4 separate regions of the Sus scrofa genome follow, and regions 1, 3 and 4 are each linked to region 2. Evidence: chromatin contacts called from public HiChIP or PLAC-seq data. All regions are on one chromosome and are shown on one strand. Each heading gives the region's core, a stretch centred on a gene start, on an enhancer-like site or on the middle of the called end of the contact. The rest is flanking DNA. Distances are from core to core; before and after follow the strand shown. Region 1 has its middle 160 kb from the start of TCF4. Region 2 has its middle 430 kb from the start of TCF4. Region 3 has its middle 160 kb from the start of TXNL1. Region 4 has its middle 56 kb from the start of TXNL1.

Region 1 (3,309 bases), core at 333-2,832, 270 kb after region 2:
CTCAGAGAAGGTTGGCTCTTGTATCCCAGGGAAAGGGTGGGTCAAAACAACATATCTGAAATAATTTAGCGATGTAAACACACAGGTAATATTCTAGATTTTTCTGGAAGGCTCTGCACTGTCTCACTTTGGGCACACCTAAAATCAGCGGTCAGTCAACTCAGCTGGCTCTGAGTTGTGGCCTCTTAAACTCCTGAATCAAAAAGCATAAGGGCACATCTCTATGTCTCCCTTAAAAAGAGAGAGAGAGAGAGAGAGAGAGAGAGAGAGAGAAATCGGGAAGGGGAGACAGAGAGAAAGAGAGATTCTGCTTCCTTGCAATTTGAAATGACATTTTTCAGAACACTTCAGTTTTAATCACAGTGGAGAGTAATGGAAGGGATTTGGGTCTTTGACTTTCTACATTAATCAATGGGATTGATTTTTTTTTTTTTAATTTTAAAGAAGAGAAATAGCCTCTCTCCCCACCCCCTTCTCTCTCTGAAAACATGAGACAAGGAGGAGAAACTCTAAATATATAGTTAACTGTTGTATTATCAGTATGAGTGGAGAGAATCAATGGTATAAAGAATCCTAAAGGACTAAATAATCCCCAGCTCTACTCCAGGAGTGTGTGTTTGTGACAGTGACATTCAGAGTGTAGAGAGCCCTAGCCTGCCCCAACTGGTGAGAGGGGGAGAAAAAAGAGCCCCTGCTTCTGACACTTGATGCACAGAAAATGCTCTTCACTCACTACTTTCAAGAAATGATACAGTTCTAATCTTAACTTTTGAAACTACAGATCACAAAATCTTTTAGAGATCCTAGCTCTGGAAGATCCCTTCATGAGGTCATCTAACCAAACCTCTACTTTAAGGCAGGTGAGATAAAACTGTTTTAAATTTTACTTTAATAGATGAAGTAGTTGAGGTTCAGAGAGGACAATTAAGAGCCTGAGTCAGGCAGTGAAACGATTTTTGTCTGTAAATTAAAAACCCACTCAGCATCCAATTCCCCATGCTTGCCCTTGCCCCCATTATAAAACTGTAAATAACGTTGTTTTAATATTCCAGGTCTAAACTTTGAAGAACCCACAACCCAAAAGAGGAAAGATGACTGAATCAAAAGGGAATGCAGAATAATGAAAAACTGAGGTAGCTAAACACCTGGAGGAAACGCTAGGATTGATCAAAGATCCCATCAAATGTGGCTTTCTCCCCAGGTTAAGGAGGCTGAACCGCAAAGAAACCACGGGGCAGCCGAGGAGACGACGCCTTTTGGGGCCCTGTGTCGCGCTGCAGTATGATCAGCTATAAGGCCGGGCGAGGCAGCTGCCGCTTGGCGCCCGAGCGGAGGCACCGCGTGGCAAGGCCGGCGGCGACAACGCAGGGCGGTTGGCTCCGGGAGGGTCGGCCGGGCGCGCCGAGGCGGCGCGGCTACCGCGAGGAGCGCGCTCCAAGCCCGACTTGTTGGAAGATCTCGTGGCGCTCGGTCGGCGACAGAGATAGCGGCGCCGCAAGAGCGCACGAGGGCACGCCCACCGCAGGCCAAAGGGCTGCAGTTACAGTGGCCCGCCAGGGGACAGGGACGCCCCCCCGGCCAGCGAAACAGGCTCGGCCTCCGCCGCCGAGCCGGTCCGGACCGCGCGCAGCGAAAATAATGGAGATGTAGCCAGCGGAGGCTCGTATAGCGAGATCCAAATCCAAGACTCTATGTCGGCGTGGATGGAGGGCTGGCGGCAGAGGGACAGGGGCTTTAATCGCGACAGAAGCCCTGTAGGTGGTTCAGACTTTTTCTTTTGCCCTCAGGGGTCGAGCATCCGAGGTTAAACTGCCTGCGACTCACATGTCAGTGCAGCAGTTTCCCTGAGACTTCAGCGGCGGGAGGCCGAGCACCTGTGCTCCGTGCCTCTTGTAGGGACAGCTGTGCGCATCCCTCGGGCCCACAGACCGCACCATCTGACCTGCCAGGAACGAAATCTGAGCCTCGGAATTTGAAGGGCCCCGCGCACGTTCCTTCTCGGATAAATCTCCTAGGAAAGGATCGTTATTCTCCACTCAGAGATTATTTAGAGAGATGTCCTGGACGGGATAGGTAAACATATGACAGCCCAAGGAAGACATGTAAAACTTTAAATTGTAGACACTTAAGCACCAACTGTCTGGAGCCCTGAAGGGGGGAAAAATTATCCATCATCAGAAACTGCCAGGGCTGCTGGCATTTTCTAAATCAGAGGATGTATTAACCAGAGTGTGGGAAGTTTTCTGAACACAGAATTCATATTTCTGAAGCTCGTGAAGGGAGTGCTTCAACTCTCTTTCTGGTTGTTGTATCTTAGATCCCTAATTCCTTGGTTTTAACCACCAAGAAGAATTCCTTATAAGCAAGTTATTAAAAGCATTTACATTAAATATTACTGGATGGGAAATATTTCGTTTCCCATGCTCATTGTATCATATTCACTATGAACATCTCTGTGATCCAGAATGTTTGATATCAGACAGGCTTTCACAAGAACCCAAGCAGGTGTTAAAGGGCCCCACAGCACCTTGCGCTTGTGCAAACAAAGGGAATCCAAGGATGCTGCTGATGAATACGAAGTAAGGAAAGACACCCTTTTTCCCCCTTATTTTTAAGCTACTCTCTTAACCCAAAGAAACATTCTTTCTTTGACCATAAGATGAAGATTATTTAATTGATAACTTTGAGGGCCTTGTTCCTCTGTCACTCTTGAAGTTTTTTTGGTGGGGGGGGGCTGTTTGGGGGGAGGGTTTTTTGGGGGGAGAGGGCTAAGTGGAAAGGGAGAAGGAAAAGAAATTTGTTACTGGCTTTATCGAACCCTGTTAGGTTCCGTTTCTAACATGATGTGGAATGGAGAAGTTGCAATAAGTACATGATGGGAAAATAAGGTCTGTTAGAAAAATGTTAGGAAATAGGAATTTAGTGCCCTGGAGAAAAAAAAGGTCAAGAAAACCTTTAGTTTCTGTGCCTTTTAGATAGATAAAATACCAACCTACGAAGAAGAGATAGGGGTGGAATATATTTCCCCAGGCACCTATCTATCCAAAACTTTACTTGCATTATCTCATTGAATTGTTTCCACAACTTGAGAAAAAGGGTATGAGTTTTAATCCAATCCTTTTACAGAGCAGAAACCTGTAGAGAGCCCAAAGCAAATTGCCTGAGGGCTTTTATAACTAGATAGGAGCAGAATTAGAATTGACTAAGGAAGGGGTAAAGAAGAACTTGAGAATTAGTGTTTTTAATCTTGATTAGTTACAGAGGAAAAATGGGAAATTAATTACTTTCTGGGAGGATCTTTAGATTAGT
Region 2 (3,512 bases), core at 389-2,888:
CCCATGATATCAGAGAAGCAAAAGCCGTAGATACAATTTCATATGAAATGAAAAAATATGAAGTCACACGTTTTCACAAGCATCCTCACCCTGTCTGGGTCTGGAAAGAGGAGTATAACTATACATACTATAGTGAGAAGAAAACTTTAGCTTATCTGGAGGGTAGAAAGGGATATGTAAGGCTTTAGCAGAAGTACTTATAAATCCCACATGAAGTCTTCCTTCTTTCCTAATTGATATTCCCACAAATCATAGATGCTGGCCTGGCCTTACAAGGATGCAGAATAGGATTTTGTGTGTAGCTCATACTAGGAGAATAACAAATGTTTCCCTCCTAAAGCTATTGAGTTTCCTCAACCTGCATTAAATTTTACCATTAGATAGTCATTCCTTTTGCTTTGAAGCACTGTATCTACAGAAATTCCTGATTAAAAATGAAATATTTCTGTGGCTCACATACAAAGTAATTAATAGCCTAAGTCACAATTGGGTCACCCTATAATCTAACAACATTCCAATGTACACAAACATTAAGTTCCACTGAGGGGGTCAAGGGAAAGCTTGATAGTGTAGGGCATAATCTGGAGAGGTAGGCAGCTTAGGTAGGGATCTAAGTGCAGTGTAAAACTCAAGAGTGCAGAAGGTCACAGAAAAGCACTGAAGACACTCTTACCACTTTTAGCTTTGGGAGAAGTTGCAATACTCCAGGATAACCACAATCTTTTCATTGGGTGCTTAGAATTCTAATTTTCAAGGTGTTTCACCTATATTAGCACATTTAACACTCACAACATCCCTTCAAGGACGGTATTTCCTGAGAAGGAAACTAAGAGTGAGAGAAGGGAAGTGACTTGCCTAAAGTCACCAGGCTGTGAAATGGCAGGTCTCACAGCTCCTGAGCCCTTTGAACTCACCACAACTCTCCCTCCAGGTGCCAGGATTCACTCCCTGTGCCCACATCAATGCTCAGCAATCTCCCTCTGGGTAAAGGTGTCTCACACCTCATTTGATTTGAGTCAGGAAACATGGAGATGGACCAAAGAAAATAGGATTCTGGCTTTGATTCCCTATCAGTGAAATAAAGGACCAGGGATGTATAAGTGTGTGACACAGACACTGACACACACACACAGACATACACTCCCCCATGCACAGGATCACCAAGAAGAATATCTGTTCTAGGCTCATAATTCAACAAAAAGTCATCAGTGATTAAAGCATTTGAGCTTTGCTCCGATCTCTGGTTTCGCCTTGACTTTCAGCTCTCTGCTTCTTTCTCCTTTTCTCCCCGCCCACTTTTTAGTGGCCTTTGTTCTTCATTCCTGAGCCATCTGGTTGCAAAGTATGGTAGGAGCACAGTGCAGCAGGCACATGAAAAAGCAGTACAAAAAAAAATAGTAGGAGTGAAAACAAAAGACATGAAGATCCTGAATTTTTTATTTCTCTTTTCAGATGGAAATATCACGGCTCCCAGTTCAGAGGCAAAATGGGTGAGCAGGCATGGGGTCTTCAGATAGGAGATTGACAGATGTAGAAAGAGGGGAGGACAGAGGCCCTGGGCCACCCTGTGTATTGAGGCTAGGCTGGGGTATGGCCAGGCAAGCCACATGAGTGGTCTCTGGACCTGAGACGCATATCAGAGGAGGTATTAGAGGAACCACATAGCACACCTGCTTCCAATAGCCCCCATGCTGCCATGCTCAGCCTCCTGTACTGTGGAATTTATTTTTTCTGGAAGCCAAGCCTTCGAGTCTCTCCTTCCCTATAGAAAGCTTCTGTGTTTATGTCCATGGTCTCTACTATGAGAATGCATACAGCCACTACCTCAAATACCATAAATCCTCTCTCTCTCCCCCTTTCTGTCTGCCTGTTTATCTACAATCTGTCTATTTAAATTCTTTTTAAACAAGAAGGGAATATCTTTATGCCTGTTTGTAGGAATATTCTACATCCATCTGTTATTTACATCATTCGTTTTCCTGAGGTGTCTCCAACAAATCCTGGCTGGATGCACTGTATGTGTTATTAATAAAACAGCTGTAAAAATATTAACTGTACGGCCTAATTGTCAGCCCTGATTAGGAGCCAAGTTTATCCCCGGACGGATGCGGAGACTCAGAATTTGGGCTTCAATCCAGATCTGACCCTTGCAGCTCACTTTACATTTAATTCTTTGACCATTTAAGCTGCTCTGGCTTCTCCCACCCCCACCCCCCCAGGGATCCGTGCACATCCGGCCACTGGCCTCCTGACTCCTTCAGGTGGCGCTGCTCCAGCTTCCTGAATGCTCATGGCCAAGGCCTCTACCCCACTGGATTCCCCATCCCTTTGGTTAAACTTAGTCATGTGCTACATAATCACCTTTCCGTAAAGTAAAAGATGAGTAGAAATACTGTCAGCATTGTTTCTCTGCGCACACTGATAGGAAATTGCATTTGGAAAGTCTGTATTGGAAAATGTACCTCTAGTTAAAACCACAGGGTTAGGACATCAGAAAGACCCTCTGGATCGGCCAACAAAGTGATATTCCCTTAGTGTCCGGAATTAGATCAATCTTTCAGACAAACCTTCTGGATATGGAAGATAAATGAAGAGGTGATAATACATTTTATTTTTAATAAAGTATTCAAAATGAACCAAATGAGGGCAGAAGTTAGCAAATGAGATACTTCTGTTATTGTTCCCTTCTTAGTATAGTTAGATTAGCCCTGATGGGTTAAACCTAAGTGAGGTGTTTTCTGGGAGGAAAAACTATGTAGAAAAAAACTTGATTCTGTTGTTGTCCAGAAAACCCTGGCAATGTCTGTGTCATCTAGATTTTAGCTGATGGGAAGACAACAGGAAAAGACTCTTAGAAAGACTGGTATGGGAGTTCCTGTTGTGGCTCAGCAGGTTAAGAACCTGACTAGTATCCATAAGGATGCAGGTTCAATCCCTGGCCTCGCTCATTGGGTTAAGGATCTGGCATTGCCACAAGCTGCGTAGATCGCAGATGCGGCTCTGATCTGGCGTGGCTGTGGCTTGGGCTGCAGCTCTGATTCGACCTCTAGCCTGGAAACTTCCATATACCACAGGTGTGGCCTAAAAATAAAATAAAGTAAAATGGAGAATTTTAAAAAAAGATTTAAAAAGAAAGACTGGTATGATGGTTTGCTCCATGACATATGAAATAAATAAATTATCTGCCATCATTTCACAGAGCAAAGACTTAATGACATATTTAGAGCATATAGCCCCAGTGACACCTAACATAGCTGTGATTAATTGTGAAATAGTTGGATAAGATTTGATGCTTCATGTTACCCTTCTATTAGAGATTTTCTCTATGATTTCACAACATTCCACTTTGGAAATTTTATAGCAATGGCCTTTGATTTTGCTTATTTTTCCAGAGAGTTTTCAAGCTGGCTTTCTTGCCATATAAGATTACTTCTTAAATTATCTCTCACCTCACAGGTTCCAGGCCACCCTTACAAATGTTTCCAAAAAGACAGCATGTGCTAGGGTCACCA
Region 3 (3,243 bases), core at 494-2,993, 340 kb before region 2:
CACTTCAAATGCCCTCCTTTCTCTTCCCCTTCCAGTCTCCCATGTTTACTATTCCTCCTCTCGTAGATTCATATCAGTTTCAAAAAAACTTGTGAAATTGATTCCAAAATTCTCTTCTTTCTTTCTTTAAGATTTATTTATATATTTCTTTCTTTCTTTAAGGGTGATTTTTGTTTTCCCTCCTGATTTTTGAAAGCCCAGACCAATGCAGAAGAAATATTTTATGTTTTTAAGGAAGAATAGAAAAGGGTTGATGCAGATGAATGGATTAAGAAGATGTGGTATACATACACAATGGAATACCACTCAGCCATAAAAAAGAACAAAATAATGCCATTTGCAGCAACATGGATGGAACTAGAGACTCTCATACTAAGTGAAGTAAGTCAGAAAGAGAAAGACAAATACCATATGATATCACTTATATTTGGAATCTAATATATGGCACAAATGAAGCTTTCCACAGAAAAGAAAATCATGGGCATGGAGAACAGACTTGTGGTTGCCAAGGGGGCGGGGGAGGGAGTGGGATGGACTGGGAATTTGGGGTTAATAGATGCAAACTATTGCCTTGGGAATGGATAAGCAATGAAATCCTTCTGTATAGCACTGGAAACTATACCTGGTCACTTATGATGGAGCATGATAATATGAGAAAAAAGAATGTATACATGTATGTGTAACTGGGTCACCTTGATATACAGTAGAAAATTGACAGAACACTGTAAACCAGCTATAATGGAAAAAATAAAAATCATTATTAAAAAAAAAAAGAAAGAAATGGGTCGATGGATGACCCATGAAGCCTTATGGGGAGTTACTGCTGGATATCCTCTTTTCCTGCAAAGACCCACTTGGACTGCAGTGAGAACTTCACAGTGGCTTGTCTTACAATAAGATCACTTTAAAATAGAGCATTTTGGGAGTTCCTGTTGTAGTTCAGTGGAAATGAAACTGACTAGTATCCATGAGGATGCGGGTTCAGTCCCTGGCCCTACTGGATCTGGTGTTGCTGTGATCTGTGGTGTAGGTCACAGATCACAGCAGATCCTGAGTTGCTGTGGCTGTGGTGTAGGTCAGCAGCTACAGCTCTGATTCGACCCCTAGCCGGGGAACCTTCATATATTGAGGGTGCAGCCCTAAAAAGCAAAATGAAATGAAATGAAATAAAATAGAGCATTTTGAGTACACTGTCTGTTACCCAGATTGGGTTGCTACTGGAGAAGGATGGACTTTGTCATGGCTTCTGCTGCCACATCCACACAATGACAGAGAGGCAGCCGTGGGGTTGTTTTGGAGAAACCCCTTTCTAAGGACTCGGAGGAAGTGAGCCAGGCATTTGTAACACAAACCAGTGACTCAAGAAGGAACAGGAAAGGACAATCACAAGTTTCCTAGCCTGGGACACAGAAAACGTAAAAACAAGGTCACATGTCCCACCATGAAGAAAGGAGTCTCTGAAAAGGGAGGAAAAAACCCAGCCAAATATAACTCCACATAAAGATGATCAGAAAAACATCCTCGCTCGTTTGACAACCAACCAAGAATAACATATGAGTTCATCGAGCTCCAAAAGGGAAGAGAAAAGATAGAGGCATTAGCCAGCTAATTTAAAAATCAAGAAGTGCCTTTCTCATCATCATGCAGAGGAATGTTCGAGAACAGATCCTTATAGAGTAGCACTAACCCCCTGAAGCGGAGTTTCCTGTAGGGACCAAGCAGCTGCATCTTTGATGACTCCTTGGATATTAGCAAAACACTTGCTAAAAATAGATGAACATCAACAAGTCATAAATAAGGGAACAGGAGTGGGAAACTCCATACAAAAGGTGAGTGGGCAAGAACAAAGACATCCTTTTCTGCCAAGGCAATTATCACGTGCAGCAGCAAAGCATGAATCACTGAGTCATTTCGAAGTTCAAGTGCCAAATAAGAATAAAAGTCCTATGCAGGAAACTGTCACATAGCAGGGCACTGGAGGCAAGCTGCTCCCCTAGTATCTGTTTCTAGCACTCCATTTTATGGAGTGGAAAGTAAGCATGACAGTGACAGAAGCTCTGAGGGTATTATAATGGCCAGGTGGCAAGGAAGTACCCGGGCTGTCAGTCTGGTGTTTTAGCGACATCAGTTCTTCCCCTGTTTAAGCTCTGTTTAAGTTTCCTTTACTGGCAGGGAAGCCATCAGAATCTCTACCTTGATTTCTCTCGGGGAGGTGGGAGACCAGCTTCTCAGGTCTTGTGTGTGAACAAGTTGGAGCATATCAATTTGGACCGCACTAAATCAGATACATGTGGTTTTCTCAAAATAAGCCAAATCCGCGCTGATCAGTTTCTGCTCTTCCTTTCTGTTCAGTTTCAATCCATTTAAACTCTGAACAGTCTGTACTTATTAAGTACCATGTGTACATGGTGTAGGGCTTGGCTCTACCCATAATACATCAAAGCAAATAAGCACAGCCCTCCTTCTAGTAAGTCCTGGTTCAAGGAGGCTTTGCCATGAGCAGATGGAAAGCTACTGCAGCTACGCCCACCAGTTTAGGTAATTCTTGCCTAACACAGAAAGCATCTCATCTGATGTCCCAAAGAAAACTGCTGTCCGACTCCACAAAGACACCATATAATTCCTAAACTGCAACCTAGCAAATAACTCTTAAACAAATCAAAGTATCTGTAGAAACACACAACTCTTTTAAGAAAGTTTATGTAAAAATACATCCTCATGGGAGTTCCTGTTGTGGCTCAGTGGTAACGAACCCAACTAATAACTATGAGGATGTGGGTTTGATCCCTGGCCTGGCTCAGTGGGTTGTGGATCCAGAGTTGCCCTGAGCTGTGGTGGTGTAGGTTGCAGACACAGTTCAGATCCTGCGTTGCTGTGGCTGTGGTATAGGTTGGCAGTTGTAACTCTGATTTGACCCCTAGCCTGGGAACCTTCATATGCTGCGGGTGTGGCCCAAAAAAGCAAAAAAAAAAAGGCATCCTCATGTCATTTGGTAAGTCCTTAACCTATATATCAGTGACCAAATTACTGAAATAAAATAGTTAAGCCAGGGTAATTTTAGTGAGAGAAAGCGGGATTCCCACAGCCCCTACCCATAGGTTTATTTATTTATTGCTTTGTTCTATGGGGATTTTGCAAGTCCTTGTGATTTATGAATTGCTGCTGGTTCATTCAAGCAGATTCCTTTCTATACATCAGAGCACTTGTGCAAGACCACCTGGGCAACGTGATTCATTCTTCGTT
Region 4 (3,571 bases), core at 720-3,219, 450 kb before region 2:
AGGTGAGGGATTACAGAGCCTGGGTGAGGCACAAACCTAGGAAAAGATGCGCTGAGGTGGACAGGAAAGAGATTCATGCTACCTTTCTCTTCTTTCCGCTAAGCCTGGGTAGCCCAGTGTGAAGAGAGACACTCTCCCTGCAGGAGGAGGAGAATGTGGCGAGTGCATGGACCCCACAGCCAGCCTGCCCCAGCACCAGGCCAACTCCCATGGTGCCAGGGAGCCCTGTGGGCTCCCATGAACCTAGGCTGTTAGTTCACCCTTGTACCTCCTGACTCTAGCAGCCCCAGGCAGCTCCTGTGGCCCACAGTTCCCAGTGGGCTCTAACACCCCTAGGCTCCCATCCATCTCAGCGCCCTCTGACTTGGGTAGTCCCAGGCACCCAATGGGCTCCCAGGACCCCAGGCTCCTGGCCAACCCTGGTGGTGACTGGCTCCTGTGAACTCATGCTCCCAGCCCAGCCCAGCCCAGCACCTGGCTAAGTGCCAGGAATATAGGCATTTATTCCACCCCTGTGCTAAGCCAGCCCCCATGGCCCCAATCTCAAGGCAGCTCCCATGGACACAGCATGCTGGTCACCCCAGTGGCAAACCATAATTCAGATAGAATTTTCAGGCCTAGGCTCTAGGCTCTTCTTAGCTTTGAGTTGGTCTCTGTGACTTCAAGTGCTAGGCCTGCCCCACCTGCTGACCCAGGCACCAGACCTGTTTTCCCCAAAGATGCCAGCATCAAGCTCCACCCTTCACCCCCAGACCCCCGACCTGACCCACCCAAAATAGACGACACCCTATGGCCCATCCAGGATCTCTGCACCAGCTGACTGGTAAAGGGCTTTGCCCTGGAATTAAATAAATTGTATATTATGCTTATTTAAGAATACATTAAATATATACATTTAACCTCCCCACCCCCCAAACCCCAGAACTAATCAATAAAGCCGCTTTGATTTTTTTGAGGTAGCGATTGGATATACCTTTTACAATTACTTTCCTGTTTACCAGAACCCAGTGAGCAGACTCGGTTGGAATTTTGCCTTTATTATCAGGACAGGGATGTATTGCCATCTTACAAGGTGCACCGTCGGGAGAGAGCCACAGTTCTGATTCCGCCTATGCTCACTGCAAAGCAGCAGTCTGCCAGCGTGTCAGAGCTGGCACAGCGGCTCCCCCATGCCCGGGAATCCGGTGCTGAGCAGGGATTAGAATGCCAGCATCTGATGCACGGGGTTGCTTCCTGCTCCCCCTTGGAGTCCTGACAAGAAATGACCTTGTTCAATCCTGCTGAGCTTCCTAGATTTACTGGGCTTATAGCAACACATGGGAAGGAGATTATGTTTATTTTTAAAACACACAAAAAAATGCAACCTTCCCAAGGCCTTTGCGGTGCTTGTGTGCAACAACACAAGTGCACACACACATGCAATGTATGTATAATCACTTCTAATTAACTTCAGCTCTTCCTGCAAAACTAAGTGTGAAGTCTTAAAGACTTGTCAGCTTCTCTGCCTGTGAAATTTATCTACTTCTAATTGTGAATAACAATACATTCAAGGTTAGCTATAAATGACTCAGATTTCACAGGAATCCAGTCTAAAAACCACATTTGAAGATGAATTCATTTCTGCAAAACATTTTTATAGTATGTTTCCAGATCAAAATGCAATTATTTATGCTTATCCAAAATGCCCTTTTTTTCCCCTCGAGGATTTTTTTTTCAAAATCTAAAAAATTAAATTTCATCAATTTTAAAATAAGCCCAGATATAAAACATATAAAGCAGGAAAGATGCCTAAAACAAAGATGAGTATATTATTATAGAGGATGGGAAAATATATTCAGTTTACACTTTTACAACTATAAATATTCAAAGAGCAGATGTTAACTAAGGTTAGGAATGTCCCCCACCTTGTCAGCAGCTCTGAGTACTCTGAGCACTTCCAGACCTCACCACTAGATGTCAGGAACAGCCCGATGAAATATACTAACCCATCCCTCCTAAGTAGAGTGGGTTACAGAACCTTTTAAAGTTTTTCCTGATTCTGTAGTTAATTTGGATAGGAAGTAATTTCCTTCGGGGGTTTGTGTCAAAATATTCACTGTGGGTTAATTTTAAGTAAGATATTAGAAACTATTAGAAAATGTGATCTGTTATCAAATCTGGGAAATGATCCTTTTAAAGCTCCAGGAATGTCTCCAGGGAAATCTTATGCCACGTGGAGCTGCACTGAAAACTGCCCTGTACTAAGGTTAGCTCCCGCCACAGCCACGCCAGAACTGAGCTCATCTGCGACCTACACCACAGCTCACGGCAACGAGACCAGGGATCAAACTCGCAACCTCATGGTTCCTAGTCGGATTCATTTACGCTGCTCCACTTCGGGAACTACTCCTTGCCTTTTGAAATAGGAATGGGCATGTCACCTGTGCAGTCACCAAGAATTCATGCAATTATGCAAGGATTTTGCATAAAACTAGGCCAGTGAAAGAAACAGTAAAGGAGGAGGGCCTTGCTGATCAGCTGAGAAGTTTTGACTTGAGACTTTGAGATCAACCCATTGAAGTAATTGCAGAAGACTAGATGTGATGAGTTGAAGTTTAGAAAGAGAGAATTCGATTCAATATAAGGAAGAACTTCCTAAAAATAAAGTAGCCCACCATCTAAACACAGCGCCTTAGAGAAACAGTGAGGTCCTCATCCCTGGAAAGATTTAAGGATCGACAGAGATCCTTAGGGGCCCAGAGAGAATCTCTATTTGTGGTGGCACGTGGGATTAAGTGGCCTCCAAGAGTGTCAGAGCCACAGGTCCACACTCAGTGATGTCCATCATTTAACCAGCAAGAAAGCAGCAGGAAAAAAGTTGAGAATGTGTGCATAGGTAAAAGAAATAAATGTTCGCAGTACCTAATCAAGGAAAATTGGGTTTTTGAAGCCCCATAGGGGAATGGTGATGGTTGTGCCTGTTTGTGGGACTCTGCCTGGGAAATACCGGCAAGAAGGAACTATTCAACTTTTGTGCTGCCAGCCTCTGATTCCCCTGTCTTCTTCATCCCTTGTCCTCTTTTAACCAAAAGTTGATCTTTTCTCATTTTAGGACCACACCTGAGGCGAATGGAAGTTCCCAGGCTAGGGGTCAAATCGCAGGCCTACACCACAGCCACAGCAACACAAGATCCAAGCCCCACCTGCAATCCAGCTTGCAGCAACGCCGTATCCTTAACCCACTGAGCGAGGCTAGGGATTGAACCTGCATCATCATGGGTACTAGTCAGGTTCTTGACCTGCTGAGCCACAATGGGAACTCTGCAAAAGCTGATCTTGACTCAGTCTTTAAAAAGTAAATCTTGGGGTAATTTAAGTGGCAATCCTCCCAATAGGTTGCATTTTATTAGGGAACAATGTCTGTGGGCTAAACTAGAAGAATAAAAGTTAGTCTGGGGTTGGAAGGCCTCAGCTGGCCTGAAGGGGAGGAAATAAGCCCTTGTTTGACCTTGTAACAGTTGCCTTTTCTGCCAAGAGGATAAGCCCCAGAGTATGGCTGGCCCTTGAAGTATATCACATGAACTCCGGAGAT

What was found. HiChIP or PLAC-seq counts read pairs in DNA pulled down with a chosen protein or histone mark.
Region 1: an H3K27ac HiChIP or PLAC-seq map of skeletal muscle shows a contact between it and region 2, with 7 times the contacts expected there. The contact joins two enhancer-like sites. A contact is called at or near these places in 1 of 47 Hi-C or Micro-C datasets (skeletal muscle) and 1 of 2 datasets of contacts at active chromatin or transcription factors (skeletal muscle).
Region 3: an H3K27ac HiChIP or PLAC-seq map of skeletal muscle shows a contact between it and region 2, with 16 times the contacts expected there. The contact joins two enhancer-like sites. A contact is called at or near these places in 5 of 47 Hi-C or Micro-C datasets (fetal heart ventricle, heart right ventricle, retroperitoneal adipose tissue and 1 more) and 1 of 2 datasets of contacts at active chromatin or transcription factors (skeletal muscle).
Region 4: an H3K27ac HiChIP or PLAC-seq map of skeletal muscle shows a contact between it and region 2, with 8 times the contacts expected there. The contact joins two enhancer-like sites. A contact is called at or near these places in 6 of 47 Hi-C or Micro-C datasets (fetal heart ventricle, fetal skeletal muscle, heart right ventricle and 2 more) and 1 of 2 datasets of contacts at active chromatin or transcription factors (skeletal muscle).

The regions. Positions count from the first base shown.
Region 1 is chr1:105,236,079-105,239,387 of Sscrofa11.1, reverse strand. No RefSeq gene overlaps it. Among named protein-coding and RNA genes, the nearest start is that of TCF4, 160 kb to the right of the region's middle. Within about 2 kb of position 1,582, at least 32 of the 83 cell types and tissues checked have an H3K27ac peak or open chromatin away from gene starts, as enhancers often do. A contact at or near this core is called in skeletal muscle, where this site is marked.
Region 2 is chr1:105,506,932-105,510,443 of Sscrofa11.1, reverse strand. No RefSeq gene overlaps it. Among named protein-coding and RNA genes, the nearest start is that of TCF4, 430 kb to the right of the region's middle. Within about 2 kb of position 1,638, at least 8 of the 83 cell types and tissues checked have an H3K27ac peak or open chromatin away from gene starts, as enhancers often do. A contact at or near this core is called in skeletal muscle, where this site is marked.
Region 3 is chr1:105,847,946-105,851,188 of Sscrofa11.1, reverse strand. No RefSeq gene overlaps it. Among named protein-coding and RNA genes, the nearest start is that of TXNL1, 160 kb to the left of the region's middle. Within about 2 kb of position 1,743, at least 13 of the 83 cell types and tissues checked have an H3K27ac peak or open chromatin away from gene starts, as enhancers often do. A contact at or near this core is called in skeletal muscle, where this site is marked.
Region 4 is chr1:105,955,714-105,959,284 of Sscrofa11.1, reverse strand. No RefSeq gene overlaps it. Among named protein-coding and RNA genes, the nearest start is that of TXNL1, 56 kb to the left of the region's middle. Within about 2 kb of position 1,969, at least 5 of the 83 cell types and tissues checked have an H3K27ac peak or open chromatin away from gene starts, as enhancers often do. A contact at or near this core is called in skeletal muscle, where this site is marked.